2 separate regions of the Arabidopsis thaliana genome follow, and region 2 is linked to region 1. The links are chromatin contacts, called in public capture Hi-C maps. All regions are on one chromosome and are shown on one strand. Each heading gives the region's core, a stretch centred on a gene start, on an enhancer-like site or on the middle of the called end of the contact. The rest is flanking DNA. Distances are from core to core; before and after follow the strand shown. Region 1 holds the start of AT4G05700 (a long non-coding RNA gene). Region 2 holds the start of AT4G09420 (Disease resistance protein (TIR-NBS class)).

Region 1 (5,880 bases), core at 2,603-5,102:
CATCGAGAGTGGTGTAAACCATAATCTATTACATAAAAAAAAAGATAACAAAAGAGACGTTAAAGCAATGTTTCTCTGTTACGCGCTGACGCATCTCTAACCTTTTTAGGTTCTGTACTATCTTTATCTTTTAGTCAAGTGTTAGAAAAGTATCTTAATCAGACGGTTAGGGTTCTTTATTATTACTAGCCGCAATTTTTTTATTGAAACAAATAAATAAAAAAATAACCCAAGAACAACAACAATCTGGTCTGCTGATGTATTAATTAAAGAAAAAAATAAAACAGAGCAAGAAACAAAAAAAAAAATGTAAAGAAAGAGAAAAAAAGCTTTCGTAGTGTCTATTGAAACCAGAGAAAAGCCAAAGGGGATGCAACCAACATCCGTCGGTAGTAGCGGCGGTGGTGACGACGGAGGAGGCAGAGGAGGAGGAGGAGGGCTAAGTAGAAGTGGACTATCTCGGATCCGTTCAGCTCCAGCGACTTGGCTTGAAGCTTTACTTGAGGAAGATGAAGAAGAGTCTTTGAAACCTAATCTTGGTCTCACCGATTTGCTTACCGGGAACTCGAACGATTTACCGACAAGTCGCGGCTCGTTCGAGTTCCCGATTCCTGTTGAGCAAGGGTTGTATCAACAAGGTGGGTTTCACCGACAGAATAGTACTCCGGCGGATTTTCTTAGTGGTTCTGATGGATTTATCCAAAGCTTTGGGATTCAGGCGAATTACGATTACTTATCGGGGAATATCGATGTTTCTCCGGGAAGTAAGCGGTCTAGAGAAATGGAAGCACTCTTCTCTTCTCCTGAGTTTACTTCTCAAATGGTAAACCAAAATTAGTTCTTAAATTAGGGTTTTCTTATACTTGCCAAAAATAGGATGAACTTAACTGACTTATTACTTGTTTTAGTTAATTTGCTGACCAAGTTCTCGAGATTGAAAAGACCAGTCTTGTCTTAAAATTGACAACTTGTGTTTTTCTGAACCAAACTAAGCAAGTTGCAGTTTCTATTTTAACTCAAAAAAAAAAAAATGGCAGTTTTTGTTGTTGGCTCTGTGGCTTTAATGTGTCAATGTGAACATTAAAGAATGCTCCTATGGGTAAAGTGTTTAGAAGACCATAAGTCCACATGATGATACATACTTCGGTGGTTAATGTGTACAAATGTATTGATTCTCCACACCTTTTGGTACATTGGTCTACTTAGTATTAAGTAACTACACTTGATCAAAATTTTGGGAACATATGTGTTACCTATGTGTTGATTAAGGTATTAGTGCTGATTTGCGCTTTTTGGAATTTTTTTCTGTAAGTAGAAAGGAGAGCAAAGCAGCGGTCAAGTTCCTACCGGAGTATCAAGCATGTCGGATATGAACATGGAGAACCTTATGGAGGACTCTGTTGCTTTTAGGGTTCGGGCTAAACGTGGTTGCGCAACTCATCCCCGCAGCATTGCCGAGAGGGTAAACAACATTCAATCTTTATTTTCAATGTTTTGGAAGTGTAGTGATCAAGGTTCTCTTAACTTTATACATTGAAGTTTAGTGATACAACTTATATCTTTACTTTCAATTTACGGATGTTTAATGATGCACTGTATGCTTCATTGAACAGAGGATTGTTCTGTTCTGGTCAGTGTATATTTATCTTTACCTTTCATTGTGTAGGTACGAAGGACGCGGATTAGTGATCGGATAAGGAAGCTACAAGAGCTTGTACCTAACATGGACAAGGTAATATAATTTTCAGCTTAGGTATAATCTGATGACCTCGGTTACACAATTATATTGACTAGAAATAGGTCAAAGATTATCTATGCTTAAATCAAGTGTAGAAGTTAGAGGTCAAATTAAATATGACTGTTAATGGTTGTGATGCAACTTCAGAGACACGGTTCTCAGCTCTGTAACTAAGTAATTCACAAACTGTGGAATGGATCTTGATATGGACTTGAATTGTTGTCACCTCGATCAAATAAGTATGAACTTGGTTTCCTCTCTATAGATTATGAACAAACTGAGGAAAACTTTTGGTTTTGGTATATATGGAGATTTGGAATCTAGGCTTTGAGTATATCGGTTAACTTTTTTGTCTTTGTTGCAGCAAACCAACACTGCAGACATGTTAGAAGAAGCAGTAGAATACGTGAAAGTTCTTCAAAGGCAGATCCAGGTAAATTATCTAAGTTAATATATATACACACAAAACCTTTTAGAGGAACCCAATAGATGAATTAAAAATGATTAGTCAACAGTATATAGTAAAAAGAGTTATGAGTTGGTTTATTTTGGTGTGGATAATATAGGAGTTAACAGAAGAACAGAAGAGGTGCACATGCATACCTAAGGAAGAACAATAAGGTTTGCTCCTGATTTGTTTTATATTTGCTTAACGGCAATGATCTGATCGAAAAATTCGAAAGATGATCTTAGCTTGAATTTAGATGGATGTCATGTTGAAAAGTATATTATTTGATAAATGGATGTAGGTGTAATATAAAATTTTTGTACAATAATGAAGAAAGTTAAAAAGAATTAATGAAAACATATATTCTTTATGATATTAGTGAAATGACTTTGATTTCATGTTGTTTGATTATAGTAAAGTATTTTCAAGATGTGTATTACAGTGTTTTTAAAACTCATTCATACAGTTACAGCTAACATACTAGATTACTAACCATCATGGAATAAGATTGCTTAGTGGTGCAACCAATCCGCAACGAGTTTGCAAACGAGGACAGAATTGCTCGATGTTTTGTCGAACCGGCAAGATAATCGGGTCTTTGTTTATTGCAGTGTAGATTAAATCTTATAGCGAAAAAGGGTTAATCATCTTACTAAATCCGCTGCAATCAGTTTCGAAATAAATCATTCCGCATACCGCGCTACCAAAAGTAGTGTAGTGTCAGGAGTTCTTAGTGTAAAGACATGAAATATATTTGAAATCCTTTCAAACCAATTAGATGAATCTGGTTGAAGCCATCAAATTAAAACCAAACTGGCTGCACATTTTTGTTTTGGTTTTCCATGAACCATCAACTTGAAAACAAAGAACAAGGGAGTTCAAAACATAGAAGGGATGATAAGCTCTGGAACGACTCCCATGCCTTCACCAATGTACTCTGCTACACCTAATCTTGGACTCGCATCCACGCTTTGAGTTCATCTCGCAATCACAAAATATTTTGTCAAGGATCTGGTTTCTACATATTTAGTATTGTTATCGTTCCTCGCTTTCGAGTTATACCAAGCTAACCAAGGGTAGAAACCACTATGTTCCCTTGTTCCATCTTGATTTCGAACTCTCCATAATAGAAAGTCTAAATTCGTGAATACGGAATTCGTTGGGAACACCACATGTGCTGATGGAACTGAGTCACTATTCTAGACTCTTTGTCTCAGCTACGAGCTAGTCAGAATTAAGAGTATATTTTCCTACTCAATTAGATCTTGAATTTTTTCGGTTTATATTCCACCATTTAGCCTCCTGGTCAATCAATGAATCAACTCTAAAATGGGGATATCAATCTTGTAATCAACCAAAAAAATAAATTCTTACAGTAAATTATGAAGATGATTGTCTTTCTATTTTTTCTTTTATTGTCCCGCTATAACATTAATCAAACTATAGCATAGCACCTATCATCACACGGATTGTTTCGTCCCATTCAACAATTTTTGGGACTTTGCCTACAATTTTGCACTCTCAATTCTCATTAGAAAAAAGAAGCCTGAAAATTATCAGAAACATCTAATTTCAATAAAATTGAGATGAAAAAATAACTAGCTTGCTATAGTTCAAAACAAAATTCATAGATGCAAACAGAAGAAGATTCACAAAACATCCAAAAAGACGTAGTAGAATAACGCTTCTCTTTAATGAACTTCACATCCGCCAGGATTTCAGATGACCGCTCGATAGCTTGGTTGAGAATCTTCCTCCTATGAAAAAGAAACTCTTCAGTCTTCTAGAATCTTCTCCAAGCTTCTAGACTCCAAGCCAACCGCCATAAACTGACTTTACGAATTTCCATTTGTTTGCTCCACGATGCTCTGTTTTCTTAAACTACTTTGTGAGGTACTTTGACTTAGTACAGAAACTCCTTCAGAGGTTGCATCTTCAACTGAATCATCAAGCAACCATCACCAGATTAATTGAAGTAAAAAAGGCTCGAATCAAACCAAATCAGCATTTGTTATTCACATGTTGTTTACATGTATGTCACATACCTAAACTATGGCGATCGTGATCGAGAATAAGATAACATCGACGAGTCTGAAAACTATGGTCTATGTGTACAGTGTATATACTATGTAAATGTTCCGAACATTAAGCGTGGTCTTTATGCCAACCTTCTTGCTCATAATCCTTATGTTCATATAATAAACTATGTTTTCAACATCTTAAATCTATCCAGTCCGAATAAATTCACTTCACGGACTAAGTTTTTGTTGGAAGAGATAGATTCTGATGGAAAAAGGAATATAAATATCAGCTTATTAAGAGTAGCATTTCTAGCTTTATTTGCCACCATCCAAAAGTTTCAACATCCTAACTATTAATTGGGAATCACTGGATATTAAATAACCCTATAAAGTGTAAAATATTACATAGAATGCCATTGGCAAAATTATAATCTATGAGTAAATGAAAATAAGCGTTCAAGGGTAAAATCATAACTTCCAACGTAAAATACCCATGGATCTTGGGCGACTGGTTCGGAAATACACGCGGATCCTGGGTTTAATTTTTGGATCGGCACGCGGATCCTATGGATCGATCTGGACGGTTGAAAACATAACAATTTATTATTACTTAAGTTCACAACGATCATTGGTTTGATCCTGGCAATCTGGAAAATAATACCATAAAACCAAAATTAAGAAGATATTATTAAAACAATCGTATCCCAATAGTTAAGGTGATTTCTAAATTTGTTATCAATCAGTTACCAAAAGAATCCAAATTCTACATAAACAGGATATTCATTAGCTCACAAATGAAGAATTTACCTAAAATATATATTCAAAAGATTGATTCGCAAGCATATTCTTTAGATCTAATAGGTTGTAACCGTAGCCGAACTCTTTTCCTATAAATATAGGATGTCTAATACCCTCTTCAAGACTCATTAAGCTAGCAAACGACATCTATACCTTTCTTACTCATTTTATAGCTCCTAATTCAAGCGTGTTGGTGTTACTCAAATTGTTTTGAGGAGAAGAAATTACTGTTGCATTGATTTGATTATATTCTATGTTCTTAATAACAACTCGAAATAAGTGTTATTTTACTGTTTTCCTTTTTCCAGATTCTAAAACCTTATATTAAAAAAAGCTAAACTTTGTTTTTCAAAAGTTTACGGTTTCTAAAGATATATGGTTAAATCTAAACCTTATGTTTGAAACAGCTAAAGTTTTGTACTTTGAATCTCTTATTTACTACTTGCATTTTAACAAACTACGGCAAAACTAGGTTTTGTTATTAACATGTGATTAATGATTATCAAACAATAGCAGAAAGTTTTGTCCATCCAAACTATTATCTACTACTTTCATTTTAACATAATAGGCCAAAACAAGGTGCTCTATTATGAAGTAACTTCAATTAAATTTTTGGATCAGTAGTTAAATATGCATATCCAATAACCAAAATGTAAATATTCTGATCCACTAACCTATATGTTTTTACATATAGATTTCTGAATAGATCCAATGACCAAATGAGATTGCCTCCTCCATATATAAAGGTTTATAGAAATACCATATAAAGGTTTATAGAAGTGATTGATTTATTCCATTCAACGATTTACAATATATATACACAAGAGAGACTTGCTGAGCACACTTATAATCAATATGAGTATATACAATATTAC
Region 2 (5,797 bases), core at 211-2,710, 110 kb after region 1:
ATCTCAGAGACTGGACCTCGTAGACATGCTCCACACCAAAGTCATCTAGCAATTTCTTGTCCTGTGTAACAAGGATGACTCTGCTTCCAGGAAAACACAAGCCGACAATGTTTGCGATTTCCTCTAACTGTTTGATGTTATCTACACAATCAACGACTAGCAAACTTCTCTGGTGTGAAACCGTCGATTTGATAAAATCAGAGGCCACAGTCAGAGTCCTTGTCACCGTTTGAGTGCCCTCTTGAATCTCCTTTGATGTTAAAGATTTTTGTGAATGTGACTCATCGGTATCTTGCTTATAAATCTTTCCGGCATTGTCTACAAACACATGGGCATGGAAGTTTTTGAATAGTTCTTCATACACATATCTCGCTAGCGTGGTCTTGCCGACGCCTCCTTGACCGCAAATCCCAATCAAGCGAACTTCCTCGTTAGATTTTAAATCCAACAATTCGTTCAGTGCTAGCATATGACGATCCAACCCGATCAGTCCAACGTTTTTTGTTGTCAATGAATTGATCTGCTTGTTTGAGACAGTATGCGAGATGGTTGCTTTCAGATTGATCTGCTTATCCTTATCCAATAGAATTTGCTTGACCTGACTTGTAATAACCATATCGATCGTAGTCTCGTCGTCATGGATTCTGTGGTTAAAAAAAACAAAAGGATTAACTATGAAAAAGTTGAAAGCACAAATAGACTAATAGAGCAGCATCTTGTAAAAGTACCGTGAATCTGAGCGGGATATGTTGATGAGTTTGATAAGAGCAATCATCCATGCTTGAACCTTCTCAGATGGATATTCTTTACCAAGCTTTCTGAAGGACGCTGCGAGTTCTTTAATCTGGTTTCTTACATCATCATAATCAACTCCGTAGAAGATGGGCAGAATGGAGATACGGCGTTCATCGTGAAAGTTTACTATCGTTTGGAGCTCGTTCAGGCACTGAGCAGAGATCGCATAGCTCTGGGAGATCACCACAACAGCGACTTTTGACTCCCTGATACCTTCGCTTCGCTCAGAACCTAAGGACGAGACTCCCTTCTCTAGATCGTCATCTTTCATTGTAATGCCATTTTCAGAAAACGAACTGCGAAGATCCGAGACTAAAGTTTCGGCTTCTACGCTAAAACTCAGGAAGACATCAAACTTGGGGGTAGAAGATGAAGAAGAAGAATACATTGAAGAAAGTGATTCAGAATTTGCTAGAGAGATTAGGAGTTGCTAAATTATTCTAAATTCTGAATTGTTCACCACACTAATAATATAATCGATTTTTTTTACCAACTTTCTCTTTATAAATATGATAGCAAACCATTCAATCCCTCTTGTTAAACTAAGAATTTTAATGTCATGCATTTAGAAGAAAAAAAAAACTACATACATAATCCTAATTTTGATTAAAACATTGCCTTCTATTTTATTTTAGTATGGCCTTTGGGAACTCTGTGTCTAGTTACCGTCTTGTTGGCGACAATAGAAAGCAACCAAGCTGTATATTAAGACTTTTTAGTTGCTTGGATTGGGACCATAATGTGCTAAGTTTGACGTGGACATATGTTTTGACTTTTTTTTTGGCTCTAATCACAAAACTAGTATCAAATATATTTGTTTATCATATGTTATATCTAATATTTGATTTAATCATATAATACAAATAATTATCAATCTAGCACATAGATTTTTTCTTTTAAAAGGTTGTGGTCTTAGACAATTGTTCTTTTAAGTCGTGAAGCACCTCGCCTGTTGGGAACTATGTCGTTATCTGGTTATTAATAACAGTAGCCTATAAGCTGTACATTTAAGACTTAGTAGCCTCGACTTAAAGACAATAGAAAGCAATCAATTATATATTACTCCTTCTGTCCCATAAAGATAAATTTTTTAGAAAAAATATTTGTCCCACAAAGATAGAAGTTTTATATTTCCAATGCAAATTTTAAAACTGTTTTCCCGTTTTACCCTTACTAATTAGATAAATATTTATTATTATTTTTAAAGTATATTAAGAGGTTAAAATTATCTTTATACAATATTTCTTAAAGAATGTGAAATTTCTAAAAAATTCATCTTAGTGGGACGGACGGAATAGTATATTACGACTTAGTTGCTTGGGTTGGGACCACTGTGGTAAGCTCGACGCAGACATATGTTTTGACCTTTTTACATCTCTTTAATCACAAAACTAGTATCATATAGTATATTAGAGAAAGTCCCATTATGCGTGGATGAAACTAATATAATAAAATTAAAAAAAATATAATATTCTAATTAATGTATATTAAAATAGATTTAGTTATTTTCACTTATACTAAAAATAGTTATTAAACACAAATAATTATAAAGATATATTAATTATATTTTTATTTCCAATAGTAGATCCCAAATTTCATCTCAAAATGGTAGTTTAATATATAGTAGTTTACATATTTTAATGACTATTTTTCTAAATATATCATATATCTATTAGTAAATAATTTTAGTTAAACTACAATTAATGATAAATATTGCATTAGTAAACAAAGTTAGAAAAAACATTGTCTTATTATATATGATATATATTTTGATCAAGATAGTTGATCTAATTTTATTACAGATAAATGATCAACTTATCAATTTCTATACATACGAATACGATTATAATAAACAGTTAAATAACTTCACCTCTCTGCAATACTCAGATTGATACCATACATATGAATTATGACAGACAACGTTTACCCCTTCAAATTGTAAGAAATTGCATTTTTTGGAAATCAAATTACATACATAATGTATAAGCCTTTACATCTTTGATCATTCGGTCAAAGACTTCCACAATTACTATCTTATATTTAAAATGTAAAATATTTGTTTTTGTAGTTAAAACAAATTGACAAAATAATAAATTTTTTAAAAATCACTGAATTACGTGAAGAAAATAAAATGTGTCATCGATTATGTGAAGCTGGATCTGCGGACTTTGGTTAACATTGACAGCTCTATGAGAAACGCCGAAACGGTAGTGGACCTGAAAAATAAACTAGAATTGATCAAACGGGATATATATATATATATATATATCTAAAAGGGAGACTTATAAGGAACAGTAAGACAACTGAAGTTTGGTGATCTATATGCTAAGTCTCAAAAAACACTCTAAGAGAATCAGAAGGTCTCAGAAGTCTGTTTTAGGCGAGCTAAGGAGGTGGCGACATCAGGTCTGGTTTAGGCGAGCTAAGGAGGTGGCGACATCAGAAGTCTGTTTTAGGCGAGCTAAGGAAGTAAGAGAGAGAAGAGAACAATTGTAGAGAGAAAGAGCTCGAGTTTGAGCTAAGTGTTTTTAGTGAATTCCGGAGACATCTCCGGCGAGACGTAGGGTTCCACATCGGAGCCTGAACTCGATAAATTCCCGTGCGTCTCTTTTACGTTTTTTCTTTGAATCCGATCTCAAATCAAGTCAGAACCTGAAATCGATCCAATTTCTGAAGGTTCAAGGTTCACAAATTGGTATCAGAGCTAAAGGTTTAGCTCAAGAAGGTAAGATCGAATCAAAGATGTCGAGTACGAAGTTAAAGATTTCTCAGTTTGATGGATCCGGTGACTTCTCACTATGGAAGACTCGGATGTTCTCTCATCTAAGAGTGATGGGGTTAAAAGACGCTCTAGTGGAACAAGAACAGTTACCTCCTCTGAAAGATGAAGAAGAATCAGATCCTGCAAAGAAAAAACAAAGGATCGATGAAGAGAAGGCAAGAATAGATCGAGACGAGAAAGCGATGGATATGATCTTCATAAACGTCGGTGATAAGGTTCTCAGGAACATCGAGAACTCAAAGACTGCAGCTGAGGCATGGGCAACACTCGATAGATTGTATTTGGTAAAGTCTCTCCCAAATCGAGTCTACCTGCAACTTAAAGTCTATAATTACAGAATGCAGGATTCAAAGACTCTCGAAGAAAATGTTGATGAGTTTCTAAAGATGATCTCAGACTTGAGTAACCTTCAGATTCAGGTTCCTGATGAAGTTCAAGCGATCTTGATACTTAGTGCCCTACCTGACAGTTATGACATGCTCAAGGAAACTCTGAAGTATGGGAGAGAAGGCATCAAATTGGATGAGGTCATAAGCGCTGCGAAGTCTAAAGAACTGGAACTAAGGGATAGTTCAGGAGGATCAAGACCAGTAGGTGAAGGTCTATACGTCCGAGGTAAATCTCAAGCTGGAGGAGTGGGAAATAAGTCAACAGAGGGCAAGAAAGTCTGTTGGATATGTGGAAAGGAAGGACACTTCAAAAGACAATGTTACAAGTGGCTTGAGAAGAATAAAGGAAATAGTGCAGGAGAAACAGCACTGGTAAAGGATGATGCTCAAGACTTGGTCGGTTTAGTTGCCTCAGAAGTAAACATTAGTGAGGATAAAAACGATCAGGAAGAATGGATTATGGATACTGGGTGTTCATTCCACATGACACCAAGAAAGGAGTATCTGATAAACTTTGAAAAGGCTAAGTCAGGGAAGGTTAGAATGGCTAATAATTCTTACTCTGAGGTCAAAGGAATAGGCAGCGTGAGATTTGTCAAGAAAGATGGAACAAGCATTGTTCTTCAGGGAGTTAGATACATTCCAGAAATTTCAAGGAATCTGATATCAATGGGAACCTTAGAAGCAGAAGGCTATGAATTCAAAGGTAACCATGGTATTCTGAGAGTCATGCAGGACTCAAACGAATTCATAAGAGGAAGAAGGAGAGCTTCTTTGTATATACTGGAAGCACAAGCTGAAATGGCTAATTCAGAATCTTTGGTTACAACTACAGGAGAAACAGATCAGACACAGTTATGGCACAGTAGAATGGGTCACATAGGGCAACAGGCCATGGATATTCTAAGTAAGAAAGGGTGTTTTGGAAATGACAAGATCTCAGAAATAAAATTTTGCGAAGACTGTGTAATAGGAAAAACACACAAAGTCAGCTTCGGAACAGCTCAACACACAACTAAAGAGAAACTTGATTACGTTCACTCAGATTTATGGGGGTCACCCAATGTACCCTACAGCCTTGGAAGATGCCAATACTTCATCTCCTTTACAGACGATTGGTCAAGAAAGGTTTGGATCTATTTTCTCAAGACTAAAGATGAAGCATTTCAGTCGTTTACAGAATGGAAAACGATGGTAGAGACCCAAAGTGAAAGGAAACTGAAACACTTGAGAACTGATAATGGTCTTGAATTTTGCAACCATAAATTTGATGGAATCTGCAAGAAAGAAGGAATAGTGAGGCACAGGACCTGTACTTACACTCCACAACAGAATGGAGTTGCGGAAAGACTAAACAGGACCATTATGAACAAAGTTAGAAGTATGTTGAGTGAAAGTGGTCTTGACAAGAAGTTCTGGGCTGAAGCAGCAGCAACCTCAGTATATCTCATCAACAGATCCCCATCATCTGCTTTGGAAAACAAAATACCTGAAGAGCTGTGGACATCTGCAGTTCCAAGCTTATCTGGACTAAAAAGATTTGGATGCATTGTGTATGTGCACTCTCAAGAAGGAAAATTAGATCCAAGGGCTAAGAAAGGTGTGTTTTTGGGATATCCACAGGGAGTAAAGGGATTCAGAGTCTGGATGATTGATGAGGAGAAGTGCTCTATAAGCAGAAACGTCGTGTTCAGGGAAGATGTAATGTACAAAGACATCTTGAACAAGTTAACCTCAGGTATGAGTCTTGAACTACCGTTTGTTACTAACAAGGTTCCCAGTTTTGAATGTACAGGTCTTAACAAGGATGGTGAACGTTTAGTTCAAGGTG

What was found. Capture Hi-C pulls out chosen DNA fragments and counts their contacts.
Region 2: a capture Hi-C map of seedling shows a contact between it and region 1, with 2.4 times the contacts expected there. The contact joins the promoter of AT4G09420 here to the promoter of AT4G05700 in region 1.

What each region holds. Positions count from the first base shown.
Region 1 is chr4:5,847,143-5,853,022 of TAIR10.1, forward strand. AT4G05700 (a long non-coding RNA gene) reads left to right here and starts at 3,853. Exons shown (of 1, transcript NR_141895.1): 1 at 3,853-4,057. It overlaps FBH2 (basic helix-loop-helix (bHLH) DNA-binding superfamily protein), which reads left to right and starts at 170. Exons shown (of 5, transcript NM_116987.5): 1 at 170-823; 2 at 1,316-1,462; 3 at 1,667-1,732; 4 at 2,103-2,171; 5 at 2,305-2,621. The coding sequence starts at 371. The coding sequence ends at 2,358.
Region 2 is chr4:5,962,594-5,968,390 of TAIR10.1, forward strand. It overlaps AT4G09420 (Disease resistance protein (TIR-NBS class)), which reads right to left and starts at 1,461. Exons shown (of 2, transcript NM_117010.5): 1 at 729-1,461; 2 at 1-644. The coding sequence starts at 1,183. It also overlaps the pseudogene AT4G09425.